Linked DNA regions of Zea mays: regions 2 and 3 are each linked to region 1. A link is a contact called in public Hi-C data. All regions are on one chromosome and are shown on one strand. The core of a region is the stretch at or near the end of the contact, and the rest is flanking DNA. Distances in the headings are between cores, read along the strand shown. Region 1 holds the start of LOC100284160 (mediator complex subunit 10 CG5057-PA). Region 2 holds the start of LOC100383258 (putative subtilase family protein). Region 3 holds the start of LOC100285843.

Region 1 (4,635 bases), core at 1,393-3,892:
GCATTAAACGTCAAACATAGCTTTTAAAAAGTCAGCTTGTAATGAAAGGTGTATAATGTTATCAACAACCATTTGAGCCCTTTGGGCTGGGCCACGAGCTGTAGCACACCTCCATCATGTTTAGGGTTAAGTTAGAGATAAGATAAAATTTGTTAGTAGTACATTGAACCTATTCCTCAAGAGTCAAGTAATCCTCTCTATGTAAGGAGAGGATAAGTATAACTCAAGGCGAGCAAGAACAATCAATCTAGTTCTAAGTTTGTGTTTGTCCCTCTCATGTATAATCTAGACCTAGCTCGCACAGACTCCAACATGCCATCTTGGTGGTTTTTATCCCGTCATGGGTGCTGGCCATGCCATATATATAGGTTGGTTTTGTCCCTAAATTAAGCTAGAGATATCATTTTATCAACAATGACAAAAAAATTATTAGGCTCAATAAACAGGAAAGTATATATTGTTTGGATGCTATAAAAATATCAGACAAGATCAATCGTGTGTCCACTTACAGCAGCAGAAGTAGCACGTATCTCCCTGTATGCTTCTACGTCCTCAGGGAAAGCTTGTTCAAGCTCCTCAAGAAGATGCTTCCGTAGGCCCTGAAATAACCAACAAACAAAGAAACAAATTCATATTTTTTATAATCAGCTGCAACAAAAGTGAATTAACTCCAAGATCAAACACAGAAAAAATAGAGTTGCTAATTTAGTTATATATATATATTATGCAGTGTTCACATAAAACAGTGCCCGTGTGATCACCAGAAACTTCTCTGATCAACTACAAATGTTTGTACTTTGTATGACTGATAACCATAAGGCTAAACAAACAAGGACCTTGCAACCACATATGCCTTGCACAGTATCCATAAGAATTTCCATATATCTAAATCAGTGACTAGTAAACCAAGCTAATACAGTGCCAGCTACAGCATGAGCAGTACTGTCTACAGAAACTTTGAGGCATGCCTCACCTAAATTTAATTAGAGAAAATTATAGGAATTCATGAAAAAAGGCTGGATAACTGTAAAAAAATGATTATGGTTTTTAACAACTGACAGACTGCTTCTCTCCGCGGAAGGCAAAAGAGAGACAGGAAACCATAAAAAAAATCAGCGGGATCAAATAGGTGGTTCTAAGGCCCGTCTACAAATAAGATAAAGAAAGCCCTGTGCTTCTAAAATCCAAGAAACCATGACAGGGACACATATCAGTATTCCCTAAAACTTGTAATTTCTTATATCACAAGCAACTAAATTACATGAGCATGACTCCAGAGAAGAACAAAAATACACTTAGGCAGACAGGCAGTCTTAGTGATGCACATTACTCATTACAAGAAACATGGATTTCAAATAGCATGGAATAATCTAATCTTCCTTAATTGACAAAGAATTGTTGGTTGTAAAAAATGTAGACCCAGTACAGGAGGCTCCCACATGACTGGGGTCTGGGCAAGGGACAAACGAGTCAATCCTTCCACCCGCAAATGCGAAGAGACCACTTCGACCACGACCTGGTGACTCAATGAGACAGCTGTCACCACTGCACTAGGCCTGCCCTTCTAAGGCTATCCCACCAGTGAGGGTCTATCTCATCACCTATTTCAAACTCCACTCTATCTACAGTGTGTAGTTCCCAAACAAAGTTTTGCGCGCCCATTTACCACCACCGGTGAGGACGGCGTAAAGAATTGTAACTTGTAACAAAACAAAAACAAGTTAAAGAATCGTCATTAATGGAAAGTAAGACAGCAGAACAGTTTTGTGGCTCCACAGCTAACTCCTAGTTCAAAATTGTCTACATTGCATGCAAACGTGTGTCTATAATCCTAATTGTACCCAGAAGCTGCAGCTCCATGTCAACCAATCTCTGCAATGGTTGAGAGGATCCAATGCATCCATACCTTGAAAGCGTCAGTCTTGCCCTTGGTGATCTGGTTTTTGACGATGCAGCTGTTGAGCACGTCCCTAGTGAACTCGTCGGGGTTCTTCCCATCGTCGATCAAACTAACAACACACGAACCACAGGGCAAGAGCTAAAGATGGGCCGAATGACGAATGAAGCTATGAAATCAAGGACCTCACTTGACGACCTCCATAGGCACCTGGATGTTGCACCCCTCGGCGAGTTTCTGCATCGTGTCGAGCTCCGCCACAAGCGCATTCCTAAGCCACGACCCAGACAACAGTCAATAGCAACGCAAACCCTAAGTGCTAAAATTTACAGCCCCCCCCCCCCCTCCCCCCCAACCACACACACACACACACAGAGAGAGAGAGAAGCGTGAGGCAAAGCCGTAGGACAGGGAGGAACCGAATAGAATGATCTCGCGAAACTCACAGGCGCTGGAGGAGGGGGAGCTGGGAGGCAGAGTTGAAGGAGGAGACGGTGAGGTTGAGCTGGTGGAGCAGGCCCAGCGTCTTCTGGATGGAGCTCGTCACCTGCGCCAGGTTCTGCTTCGACGCGTCCTCCGGCCGCTCCCCTCCAGCCCCCGATGCTTGGACGCCGCCGTTCCCTGCCGCAGCGGCGGCGGCCGCAGTGGAAGGGTTCGCGACGGTGTTCTGCATGGTGATGCCGGATTCAGAAGAGAGGGGAAGGGAGGAAACTTTTTTCCATTTTGATTGAAACGGGGGGAGGTCGGAGAGAAAGGGAAAAAATTGCTATTTTGCCACCGTCGAAGGTTCGGGCCGGGCCGAACCATTCATAAATCATGAGTTGGCTAATGGGCTTGCTTGTCCAAAGTTTTTTCAATTGCTTTTCTTCCGATTTGAGGCCACATCACTTGGGAAGCTGCGCAAATTCGGCCCGATGCTGATTTTTCTACCCCTAGTGAGTGGTAAAGCGGGCTTGCATAGTTTGAGTCAATGTTGAATGTTGGGCTGAGGCGGCCGACTTCGATGAAGGCCAGCTTACAGCCATCGACGTTTCACTCCATTACTTAACGAAAAAAGTACATTTTATTTCACTGAATTATTGTTGTATCTGATTTTTTTTTCTCCTCAAACTTCACAAACTGACATATTTATTTCTTTAAAGTTAAAATCATTTATATTACATATTTTTTATTTTGCACCGCCTTTAAACATGTTTTAACGTATTTAATGAAAGAACTGGAAATTAATTAACATTTTTTTAATTCACATAAAATTTATGTGACCTTCTAAGTTTCGAAAAAGTATATAAAAATATACTAGGATATGGTGAACCTAATAAAAATAATTAGATCTAGTGAAAATGTGTCTAGAAGCTTGAAACAATCAAACAGCTAAATTTAGTCCTAGGGAAATAAAAAAAACCAAAAATCTAAAGGAAAATAAATAATTATAATTGATGCCTAAATGTGTTTTTTAAAAACACTACAAAAATATAAGATTCAACCATCATGAAGGTAACATGCATTAATGATATAAGCATTCATGTTGGTTGTGTGTTATCTTTTTATTATGAGAAGTTTTTGATACATGTTTAGGTGTCAGTTTGAATGTTTCTAATTTTATGTAGCTAAAGCCATTGTTTTAAGCTTTTTGTAGATGTTTTGACAAAATCTAAAAAAAAATTATTTTGATTTTTCTATCTCTAAGAATTTATTTTGGAACTTGTAGCGGCTTATACAAATCTTTGTGGTTTGATAGCGGACTCCTGAATCCTGACGATTGCGGTGGTGGAGGAGAAACTGAGGATCATGCACTGAGATCATCCTCGCGTATCGGTTTTACAGCAGAGACATACATACAAGTGAGGAGAGGGCGGGAGACAGGTTGATCCGATCTGAGGAGTACCTACCTGCCTGAGCTTAACAAAACCAGGTGAAGCCCATGCGCCAGCGGGCACCAGCACGTGAGCGATAGCCCGATAACGTGAGCCCATGCCATGATTTCACCGCTCGTGTCGTGTCAGTGTGCCGGAGGCTGGCTGAGAGACGTCCATCACTCCCCATCCCTCGGCTGCTCTGCTGGCCCGGCCGACCCCGACGCACGAACTGGTCACCAGCAGTCAGGGCTACTGGTCACGTACCCGACCGCCATGCCACTTCGTACAGTCGTACAGGCTGTACCACAGGGCCGGCCCGCGTCGTGTCATCGGCAAGCGGCCCAAAATAGGGCGCCCATCGGACGGACGCCGACTCGCAACGACCCGGCCGACCGACGTGATTGGTGTGCTCGTCGGTCTCACTCGTCGTACGTGTGCGTGCCGACGAAACAGTGCAGGGGGGGGACACCTCCGCGACCTCCCTCCCTCCCTCCCCTAGCTAAGCTAAGCTAGGCTAGGGCTAGCTAGCGTGGTCCGCCGTGGCATGGGCAGCTTGCTTGGTAATGGTACGTGCCGGCCGGCCATGACAAAGCGTTCAAGCAACCGTGGAGCTACCTGCAGCAGCGCACTGCTTTGCATGCTTGCTGCGTACCTACCGAGAACGACGACAGAGGCGCCGCGCCGACTGATCATCCGCGCGAGATCAGTCCAGTCCGGCGAAAGTAACTCCATTATTGTTACGATGCACAGACGATGGCGCGACCGTACCGCGTGGCACCATCGTCCCGTCGCGTCTGGCCAGGAGTGCAGCGGAGATCGTCGTCGAGCGCGCACTCGCCCCCGCCACCGCCAGTCGCCACTACTTTCTTCTACGACGCAGGA
Region 2 (4,635 bases), core at 659-3,158, 510 kb before region 1:
GAACTCTTACCGCGTAGGTGCTATTGTTGCCGAGGGCGATCTTTGCGAGGAAAGTCCTGTCAATGGTGCCGGCAGCGACGGTCACGATCCACGGCGCCGAGTTGATCACCGTCTCCGAATAAGGCCCGGAGTTCCCTGCGGAGCAGACCACGGCGATCCCTCTCGCGACAGCGTGGAAGGATCCGATGGACAGGACATCGTCGACGTATGCAGGGAGCGGTGGTGCCTGGCCCAGGGACACCGAGAGCACGTCGACGCCGTCATGTATGGCGTCGTCAAAGGCAGCGAGGATGTCCGCGGAGGTGCAGTCTCCGGTGGCCCAGCACACCTTGTAGACCGCCAGCCTTGCCCTGGGCGCCCCTCCCCTCGCGACGCCGCTGGCGAGGCCCCTGAAGCTCGCGTCGGCTACCGGAGCGCCGGCGGCAGTGGAGGCCGTGTGCGTGCCGTGCCCGACGGCGTCTCTCGCGGACATGAACTCGTAGATGTCGGTGGTGTTCATCTTCCCGTACTCGGCTTCGTAGCCTCTGATGTACCACTTCGCGCCTATTATTTTCCTATCCTATCATGAATTTGAAGTCACTACCAGGACAACCACCAGCACAAATTCCTCCTCATTTACGATAGCTATAAAATCTTTTGCAGGCAAGACCTGTTGCAGTTGGAAGCATTGAACCTGTCCCCGGCGACGCATCGCCCTTTCCACCGCCGTGGAACCTCGCCGATGCCGTCGTCTCTAAAGCTGGCCGACTCTGGCCATATTCCTGCAAAGTGCGAGCCACCAGGATACCTCAGACTTCGAACTGAAATGTCAGTCCTAATCCCAGCTGTTACTAAAAGAAAGAAAGAAAAAAAATGAAGGGAAATCGCCTCACCAGTGTCTAGCACACCAATAATGGAATCCTCACCGAGTCTACTGTTTGAGAGGATTCCAGCCGAGTGCGACGGACTCATCACTCGCATGAAGTCCCAGCTCCTGGTGGTGTGCAGGTCAAGAACACGGTTCCGCACCACTCGCACAACCCCAGGCGAATCTTCGATGCCGCCGTTCAAAATTGAGCCAGAACACACAGGAGAGCAGGCAGCAGCAGGGGTTTCGTCAACATCACAGTATCAAACACACACGGAAGCGGAAGGTCCAACCAGAGAGCAAGAGACAAGTGAAGTTTGAGGAGCTCACCGGCGAGCCGCGCCGCCTGGCTGTCCGTTAGCGTGGCGGCGAACCCGGAGAAGCCGTGCCTGTAGCTGTAAAGGATGGCGTCCCTGGCCGCCTGCTCGCTGCAGAGCCCGACACCGTGACACTGACTCGTTAGGGGCGCGCGGGCATCGTAGATAGGCAATCGCCAGGCTTTGGACCAATGCAAGATAACGAGTGGCGGCGGCGGCCTCTCACCTGCCAAGGAGGGCGGCGAGCATGCCGTGGTGCGCGTCCCGGACCAGAGCCGGGCGCAGCTCGGGGCTCCTCTCTCCCATGTACGCAATGTACACCTGCAGGAAACGGGACCGCGTCATTCAAGCAAGAGCCAAGGCAAGAACCGCTCGTGGTCGTTGTGGATCGGGAAGCTGAGCCACCAGGACTCAGTTCAGGGTCGCTCACATTGCTGCAAGAAGAGGGGCCGAGCTGGAGCAGCAGCAGGAAGAAAAGGCCCAGCAGGGCCGCCATGGCCACCGCCACCAGGCTCCAGGTGCGAGCGAGGTAGCTTAGCTAGCAGGTCGCCGGCAGCTCAGAGCAAGACGAAGCTGACGCGGGTGGGACGGGAAACGGACCGGGTGGAGTGGTTTGAGGGGGGAGCTAAACTAGACTACAGTGTATAGGAACAAGGCTGCTCGCTTTCTCGGCTGTCTGGCTGGATTGGATTCAAACACCGCACTGTTGCAGCGCGGATAGGTTTGTTTAACTCTCTGTTCTTCCCCGTCCTGACGCAGCGACGTGCCAGTCGTCGGTCGCCCTCTGTTTCTTTTAATGGAGATGCTGGCTCAGTGACTGACTGACTGGTGTCGTCGACGTCGACCCCGTCCATCCTTCTCCTCTGGCTGCAAAGCAAAATGTTCTCTTCTCTGCGTGCGCGCGCGCACCCCCGGTGTGGTCGTGTACTCGTGTGGTGTTGGCTTGGGCCAAATGCGTCGTGCTCGTCGCCAGAACGCCGAGTGCACCCAAGCTTACGCGGTGCGGCGGCTGCGGGGGTGCCGTGGCCCCGGCCCCGGCCCCGGCCCCGCCCGTGGTGGAGGGTTTCGGTCCCTTCTCGCGTTGCTTTCTCTCCGCATTTTCGTGATGGGTGGATCAGTGGATGGAAGGAAAAAATTTGACTACCACAAACAAGAGGTTGCGGCGAACGTTGCGTTAGGCTCGCGGGCACCTACCCCGTCCCCGAGCACAAGCACTTGCTAAAATAAAATGGTGTTCCAGTGTGTGGGCCGTCTATCTTGCTTTTGCAAGTTAATTTCGGGCTTTTCTTGGGATCTCGCTTCGCTTCCCTTCCCTTTGAGTGCGGAGACGTGCCCGACAGGTACATGGAATCTCTCGTCTCGACACATGGACGGGTTATAGGATCCTTGCTTCGTGGGCGTCGGACCACACGTGTGATGATTGCCAAACTGGATGAAGAGGTTTTGCATAAGATACTATATATACTTCCTAGCTAGGCAGTGAGTAGACCGACCATTGGTCCCAGGAAAGGATAAAATAGAAACATTCCAGTGTAGATCTGGTGACATCGGATCGAGTAAACAAAATAAGCGGAGACGCAGCACCAACCACAGAGACAACCAGTTGACCGAGCAGTGTGGACTTTAACACGAGTGGCCGGAGTGGGTGCCTCTTTCACCTTTTGATTAAAAAAATAGATAATGGCCGGGCATGCTGCTTTTATGCTTTGGAACTTTTACAGCAGCACACGTCGCTAGATTTCGTCCGCCTTTTCAACGTTCAAACCCCAGGCAGTAGTGGATGCCAATGCCATGCGTTTGGAACTTTGGATGAGTGGCAGCAGGCTTACTGAGCGGCAGGCGGCAGTGGGGGTGCAGCCTCGCAGGGCAGGAGCCGCCGCCCCACGTCCCCTCGTTCGCCACACAAGGGTTTGACCGTTTGAGAGGAGATGTTCACCATTCGCCAGGGACCGGCTGCTTTCCTCCGTGAAAAGTAGTTTGCACCTTTTGTACTGTACAAATCATCTGAGAAAAGTTGGTTGCAGCGGTTTTTTGCTCTCTCTCTCTCTCTGTGTGTGTTTCCAGCGAGCCTCAAGTACAGAATGGCAGCGTCAATGGAGGCGGTACCAGTGCATAGCCTAGCCTGCTTCAGGTCAATGCTCAGATTAATGCCTCATGAATGAACAGAACACTTTTCAGAGTAGCATGACACCAGCCAGAGCACCCGCCACCACCCGCTGCTTTCAGTTGTACTCCACATCCACATTAAGTCATTAAGGTGTTAGTAGATTTGGATGATCTAAGACTGAACTATTGTTTATCCCTGGTCAAGACAATAGACATAGGAGAAAACAAGACCAGGTCTGGGTCGTGGATCTGGCAGCACAGACGACCATTCAACCGTGGGATCTGGCAGCACAGACGACCATTCAACCGTCAGCGCATTCAACTGATCACTGGGCCAGGAGCAGGTTAACCATTTCGTTCTTTTTTTACACACTAGTATTTGACGTGCGCCCTGCGCGTAAAAAGAATTTGTAATATTAGTGACAACAATATTATGTACATAAATATTTTATAATATAAGTGATAATTCAGCAAGCTATTCATATGTGTTACAAAAAGATAGATCAATAGTTGGTTCTAGAGCAAACAAAACTATCTAAAACACAGTTAGGTCAATTATGACAAGAGCTAGTTCTGCACGCTTGTTTCGACGACTAAAATTAGGTATATTTACACAAATTGTCTTAAGAAGACTGAATAGACATATACATAATTATCTGGGCATATAAAAATAAACATCCTACAACTTCGAAGACTATTAACGGTAGAATCAGCCGGGAGTGATGCAAGATTTGGCAACATTGAAGATGAACAACACTATATAATCATATAAACATCAAAACCACACCTACAACATTCAATTAAACATTACGTACGTAGAAGCACAAATAAAATACATATAGAAACGTTGACCCTGGAGGGCATATTTGGTGTTGTTTTAGTCTTCAAACCTAATATGGTTCCAGACTCCAAATCAATGTAGCAAGCATACTACATTCCATAACAGATGCATACAAGGTCATAAAATTGAATTTGCATGAAGCTACCAAAGGTCAAATAACATAGACTTATATGCAAATTGGGAATGGAATGTTAGCTGATAAAGTTAAACATGTTTGCACTTAGTGTACATATGTCAGTCAGTATATTGCATAGCATGGAGTAACCAAATGTCAAACACAGAGACTTATAAGTTGGGAATAGAATGTTAGCTGATAGGAGTTGAACATGTTTGCACTTACTGCACATATGGCGGTCAGTATATTACATCGCATACCTTTCCTTAAAAGCAATTTCATCAAATTGTCGTGCTACATAGGAATTAAGACTGGCTTCCTGTACGAGATATCTCAGCGGCATTCTATCGAGCACATGGTATATAACTTTTGTAGAGTCGTTCACATAATCACATCCAGTTGCAACAAC
Region 3 (4,635 bases), core at 1,320-3,819, 270 kb after region 1:
CAGGTGAATTCTCCATCTTGTAGCACAGCCATCTCAACAGGCAGCAGGTCTGACGAGGTTTGCTTGTCTGAGAGCGCCTTCTGCACCGCTGCCGCCTTTCCAGCTCCAGTCACCACCATCGCAACGTATGCGGATGAGTTGATTACTGGAAACGTGAATGTAATTCTCTCTGGAGGTGGCTTTGGAGAATCCTTAATGTATGTGACCCACCTCTCTTTCTCGTTAACAAGAGGGTGGCCAGGGAAGAGAGACGCAATGTGGCCATCAGGTCCCATTCCCAGAAGCTGGAGATCAAACCTGGGAAATCCAGTCGCCGCTGACATAGAAATCACACCGTTCTTGACAAGCTGCTTCAGGCACGCTTCGTAGTCGTCTGCCGCTCCTTCAGCTGACAACGCATCGTTTATAGCATAAACTTGTCCAGGAGGAATCGGCACCTACAAAGTTGAAAGACAGCACCAAGTTACCCTTACAAATTACATAGAACATGAAAACTGCTGAGTGGAATGACTGCATGTTTCATTTAACTTGCACAGAATTGATCCTGTTATGGATCCCTCTGGGCCTCCACAAACATGAATTAGCTGACAAGATTGTTTAGAGCTCAAGCAGCATTTTAGTGTTGACAAATTTTAGCATATAAAACTTATCGTTGAATAAAGCCCAAACCAAAAATTGTAGTTTTTATTATTATTAATGGTTCACTAAACTGTTGGCCACACTATTGGTCAACCTGAAAATATTAGTCTAATTTTTTAATATCATTCTGGAAAAAAAATATTAAAGCAGTTTCAAGAGTCTGTACTAGACTTAGACTGCATGTAAAGAGCTGCAGCGAAATCATCATCAACATCAACATAGCCTTTTAGTCCCAAATAAGTTGGGATAGGCTAGAGTTGAAACCCAACAAGAAGTCACCAAAAGGAGAAAGAGAGAGAAATGGGAGGGGGGAAAGCTTTTGAGAGAACTAAAAGAGAAAAGATCATAAAAGACTACCTACAAACACCAAAGTTCATGAACCAGCCATGTGATTCTAATGTAAACTCTAATATTGCTAGAGCACAAGACAGTTGTATCATGAAGCCGACTAAGTTTTGTTTAAGTTCCAATACATGTTTCTTTCTGAAAGACCATACCATGACCTATTTCACATTTGCATATGATTCTAAAACAGAAATTTAACACGAAACACGAAGCAAAGGTAAACAAGTAAAAGATTTTGTGTATCACTGCAATCTACAGGAATAATTTAGATATTAGAGTTTATTTAAGCACAGTTGTCGCACAGAAATTGAACACACATGCACGCATGCTCTGCCACTGCCCATGGGGCACGAGGACAGATTATTCACTAAGCATAATACATCACATAAAAGATACCACCACCTGTTGGTATGCTCCTAAATGATTACTAACCGCCATCAGTACAATAAGTTGTCACTACAGTTCGCATCCATTTCATTTACACCAGAACTCATGGTTTTCGTTTTGCACTATCCAAGTATAACTGGAACCTTGTTACAACAGGTTCTGTGTTCCTTTTATTTTTTAAACAAACAGGAGGGCCCCCTACTGAATAAATAATTTATTTTAGAAAAAAGTCAAATAGCTAAAAAATAAACAAGGAAAAGGAAGCTGGGTTTACACAAAAGAATCTAGCAAGTCACTTAAAGGGGGAAATAATCCCCTTGTCATGATGCAAAAGCATTGCGAATTCATGAATGAACTTGGATTTGCAATATGTCTTCCAATTAACCAATCAGGTAACAAGAAAGGCTGAAACGAGTACAAACAGGAACAAGAAATTCCCGAGAATACCTTGGAGAGAAACCCATCATAGGCGAGCTTGTAGTTGCTATCCACATGGTCCTTGGGCACGACCCTCTCATCCACCCAGAAGACGTGCCACTTGCTCCAGTCCACTGAATCCAGGTACGGCGGCTCCGTCAGCTTCCTGCGAAACCAATGACGACGAGAGATATCTACTTGGTCCCCCGGATGACCCAAAGAAAGGAGCTATATCTAATAGTGCAAGGAAAGTCAAAGAACCTGAGTGCCTCGATGAGGGATCCGCCAGAGAGCACGGCGGTGAAGGCACCCCTCTCGGCCGCGAACTTCTCCGACAGCTCCGCAGTGTACTTCGCAAGAGAAACCGCGAGATCCTCCTCGGAGTCGAAGATGAGCAACTTCTTCTTGGACCCGGCATCGGAGGCGGTGGGGGCGGCGCCGCCGGTGGCCATGGCAGCGGCGGGGACAATGGGGAAGGAGGGGGAAGAAGAGAAGATACGGGGTTTGGATCTGATTCTTCTGCGGCAAATCTGCGGTACGCGAGATGCCGGCGGCGACCGGCGGCCGGTGAGGGGTGGGACGAGAGCGGCAACGGCGGCGGCGGAGACGGAGGTGGACATGGGTGTGGTAGTTTGCTGTTATTAAGGGGGATGCTCCGTGATGTGGGGCTGGCGGTAAGAGTGACAGGTGGATGGGGAGGCGTGCAGGGTTTTGTACCGTCCAGATCGAGATAGACGGCTTTTATGGCGATCGACATTGGTCCCTTTTCGTCGAACTTTGGATTTGACCCGCTGTGGGCGATTGAAGTATGCTAAATTTGAAGTACACTAAAATTGAATAAGTGTCGTGCCTACCGGTGAGGTTATTTTTTAGATAATAGGAAAAAGGGTTCCCGGTCTATATCAAAGATGACAGTCGTCCAACAACCACAAGTACTGACATAAAAACGAAAGAAGCCACAAGCGGCAAACAAACCCAAGCGCAGTTGGGACCTGGAGAACTAGCTATTAGTTAGCCTGTTTCTAAAGCTCCAACCGTGCATTGCTAAGATTTGCATCGTGGTGGCTTCCAGTACCCTGCAAGCATCTTTAATCCTTATGGTGTCCTCCTCACGCTTTTGGAGTAGTCCCCAGAAACGACACCAGTAGGTTCCTCGAAAGAGTACCTGCAAGTAAGTTTGAATAGGATTCTTGTCAAAAACCACATCATTTCGACTAAGCCACAGTGCCCAACAGATAGTTATGGCTCCAACATATATCTTTGCCTTTGTGTCTTTATTGAACCCCTGCAACCAAGAAGACCCCATATCCTGCAAGCTAGTTGGTTCTCTAATACCAAAGGTAAAGTAGATCGATCGCCAAAGAAATCTAGCATAGTGGCAGTCGAAAAAAAGATGTGGGATGGTTTCATCATGGGAACAGAACACACACTTTTTGACCCATTCCATTTCCTTTTGATTAAGTTATCCTTTGTCAAAATCACCCCTCGTGTTAAGAACCAACAGAAGATCTTAATTTTCAATGGGATCCTAAGTTTCCAGATGAGAGTTTCCTGCCGAGATATTTCCCTCCCTATCAATGCAGCATACATAGACTGGGAGGAAAACTTCCCGTTTTGATGCAAGCTCCATCTGAAAGTATCTTTCGAAGGGTTTAAAGAAAGCCCCGCTACCCGATTTACTAGCGCATACCAACTCCCCAAGTTCTCCCCCTGAAGACCCCTGCGAAAGGAGACATTCAACGGGACATACCTGTCGGGGACCATAATTAGGGGTACCCTCAAGACTTCTAATTCTCAGCTGGTAACCCCCATCAGCATAAAGCTGCAAAGGCCTGATGGGTGCGATTAGTCAGGGATCAGTCCATTCGAGCGACTCGATCACGCCTCGCCCGAGCCTAGCCTCGGACAAGGGCAGCCGACCCCGGAGGATTTCCGTCTCGCCCGAGGCCCCCCTCCAACGGCGGACACATCTCCGGCTCGCCCGAGGCCCTGCCTTCGCTAAGAAGCAACCCTGACTAAATCGCCGCACCGACCGACCGAATCGCAGGAGCATTTAACGCAAAGGTGGCCTGACACCCTTATCCTGACGCGCGCCCCCCGGCAGAGCCGAAGTGACCGCCGTCACTTCGCCGCTCCACTGACCGGCCTGACAGAAGGACAGCGCCGCCTGCGCCACTCCGACTGCAGCGCCGCTTGACAGAGTGAGACTGACAGGCAGTCAGGCCCTGCCAAAGGCACCATAGTAAGCTCCGCCCGACCCAGGGCTCGGACTCGGGCTAAGTCCCGGAAGACGGCGAACTCCGCTCCGCCCGACCCAGGGCTCGGACTCGGGCTAAGACCCGGAAGACGGCGAACTCCGCTCCGCCCGACCCAGGGCTCGGACTCGGGCTAAGACCCGGAAGACGGCGAACTCCGCTCCGCCCGACCCAGGGCTCGGACTCGGGCTCAGCCCCAGAAGACGACGAACTTCGCTCCACCCAACCCCAGGGCTCGGACTCCGCCCTGGCCTCTGCCGACGACCTCCGCCTCGCCCGACCCAGGGGCTCGGACTCGGCCTCGGCCATGGAAGACAGACTCGACCTCGGCTTCGGAGGAGCCTCCACATCGCCCAACCTAGGGCAAAGGCTCGCCACGTCAACAGGAGGCGCCATCATCACCCTGCCCCGAGCCGACTCGGGCCGCAGGGAACAAGACCGGTGTCCCATCTGGCTAGCTCCGCCAGATAGGCAATGATGGCGTCCCGCATGCTCTGTGACGACGGCGGCTCTCCGCCCCCTTACGAAAGCAGGAGGACGTCAGCAAGGACTCAACCGCTCCGACAGCTGTCCCTCCACCAGGCTCCGTCGC

Evidence for each region. Hi-C and Micro-C count contacts between places; a contact is called where the count stands out from the background.
Region 2: a Hi-C map of tassel shows a contact between it and region 1, with 2.4 times the contacts expected there. The contact joins the promoter of LOC100383258 here to the promoter of LOC100284160 in region 1. A contact is called at or near these places in 5 of 25 Hi-C or Micro-C datasets (bundle sheath, ear, leaf and 2 more).
Region 3: a Hi-C map of tassel shows a contact between it and region 1, with 4 times the contacts expected there. The contact joins the promoter of LOC100285843 here to the promoter of LOC100284160 in region 1. A contact is called at or near these places in 5 of 25 Hi-C or Micro-C datasets (bundle sheath, ear, leaf and 1 more).

Annotation. Positions count from the first base shown.
Region 1 is chr2:201,443,612-201,448,246 of Zm-B73-REFERENCE-NAM-5.0, reverse strand. It overlaps LOC100284160 (mediator complex subunit 10 CG5057-PA), which reads right to left and starts at 2,642. Exons shown (of 5, transcript NR_182039.1): 1 at 2,344-2,642; 2 at 2,108-2,168; 3 at 1,907-2,009; 4 at 510-599.
Region 2 is chr2:201,948,769-201,953,403 of Zm-B73-REFERENCE-NAM-5.0, reverse strand. It overlaps LOC100383258 (putative subtilase family protein), which reads right to left and starts at 1,908. Exons shown (of 11, transcript NM_001175919.1): 1 at 1,595-1,908; 2 at 1,391-1,485; 3 at 1,178-1,275; 4 at 873-1,031; 5 at 650-761; 6 at 11-554. The coding sequence starts at 1,660.
Region 3 is chr2:201,174,067-201,178,701 of Zm-B73-REFERENCE-NAM-5.0, reverse strand. LOC100285843 reads right to left here and starts at 2,569. Exons shown (of 3, transcript NM_001158733.2): 1 at 2,050-2,569; 2 at 1,819-1,954; 3 at 1-437. The coding sequence starts at 2,408.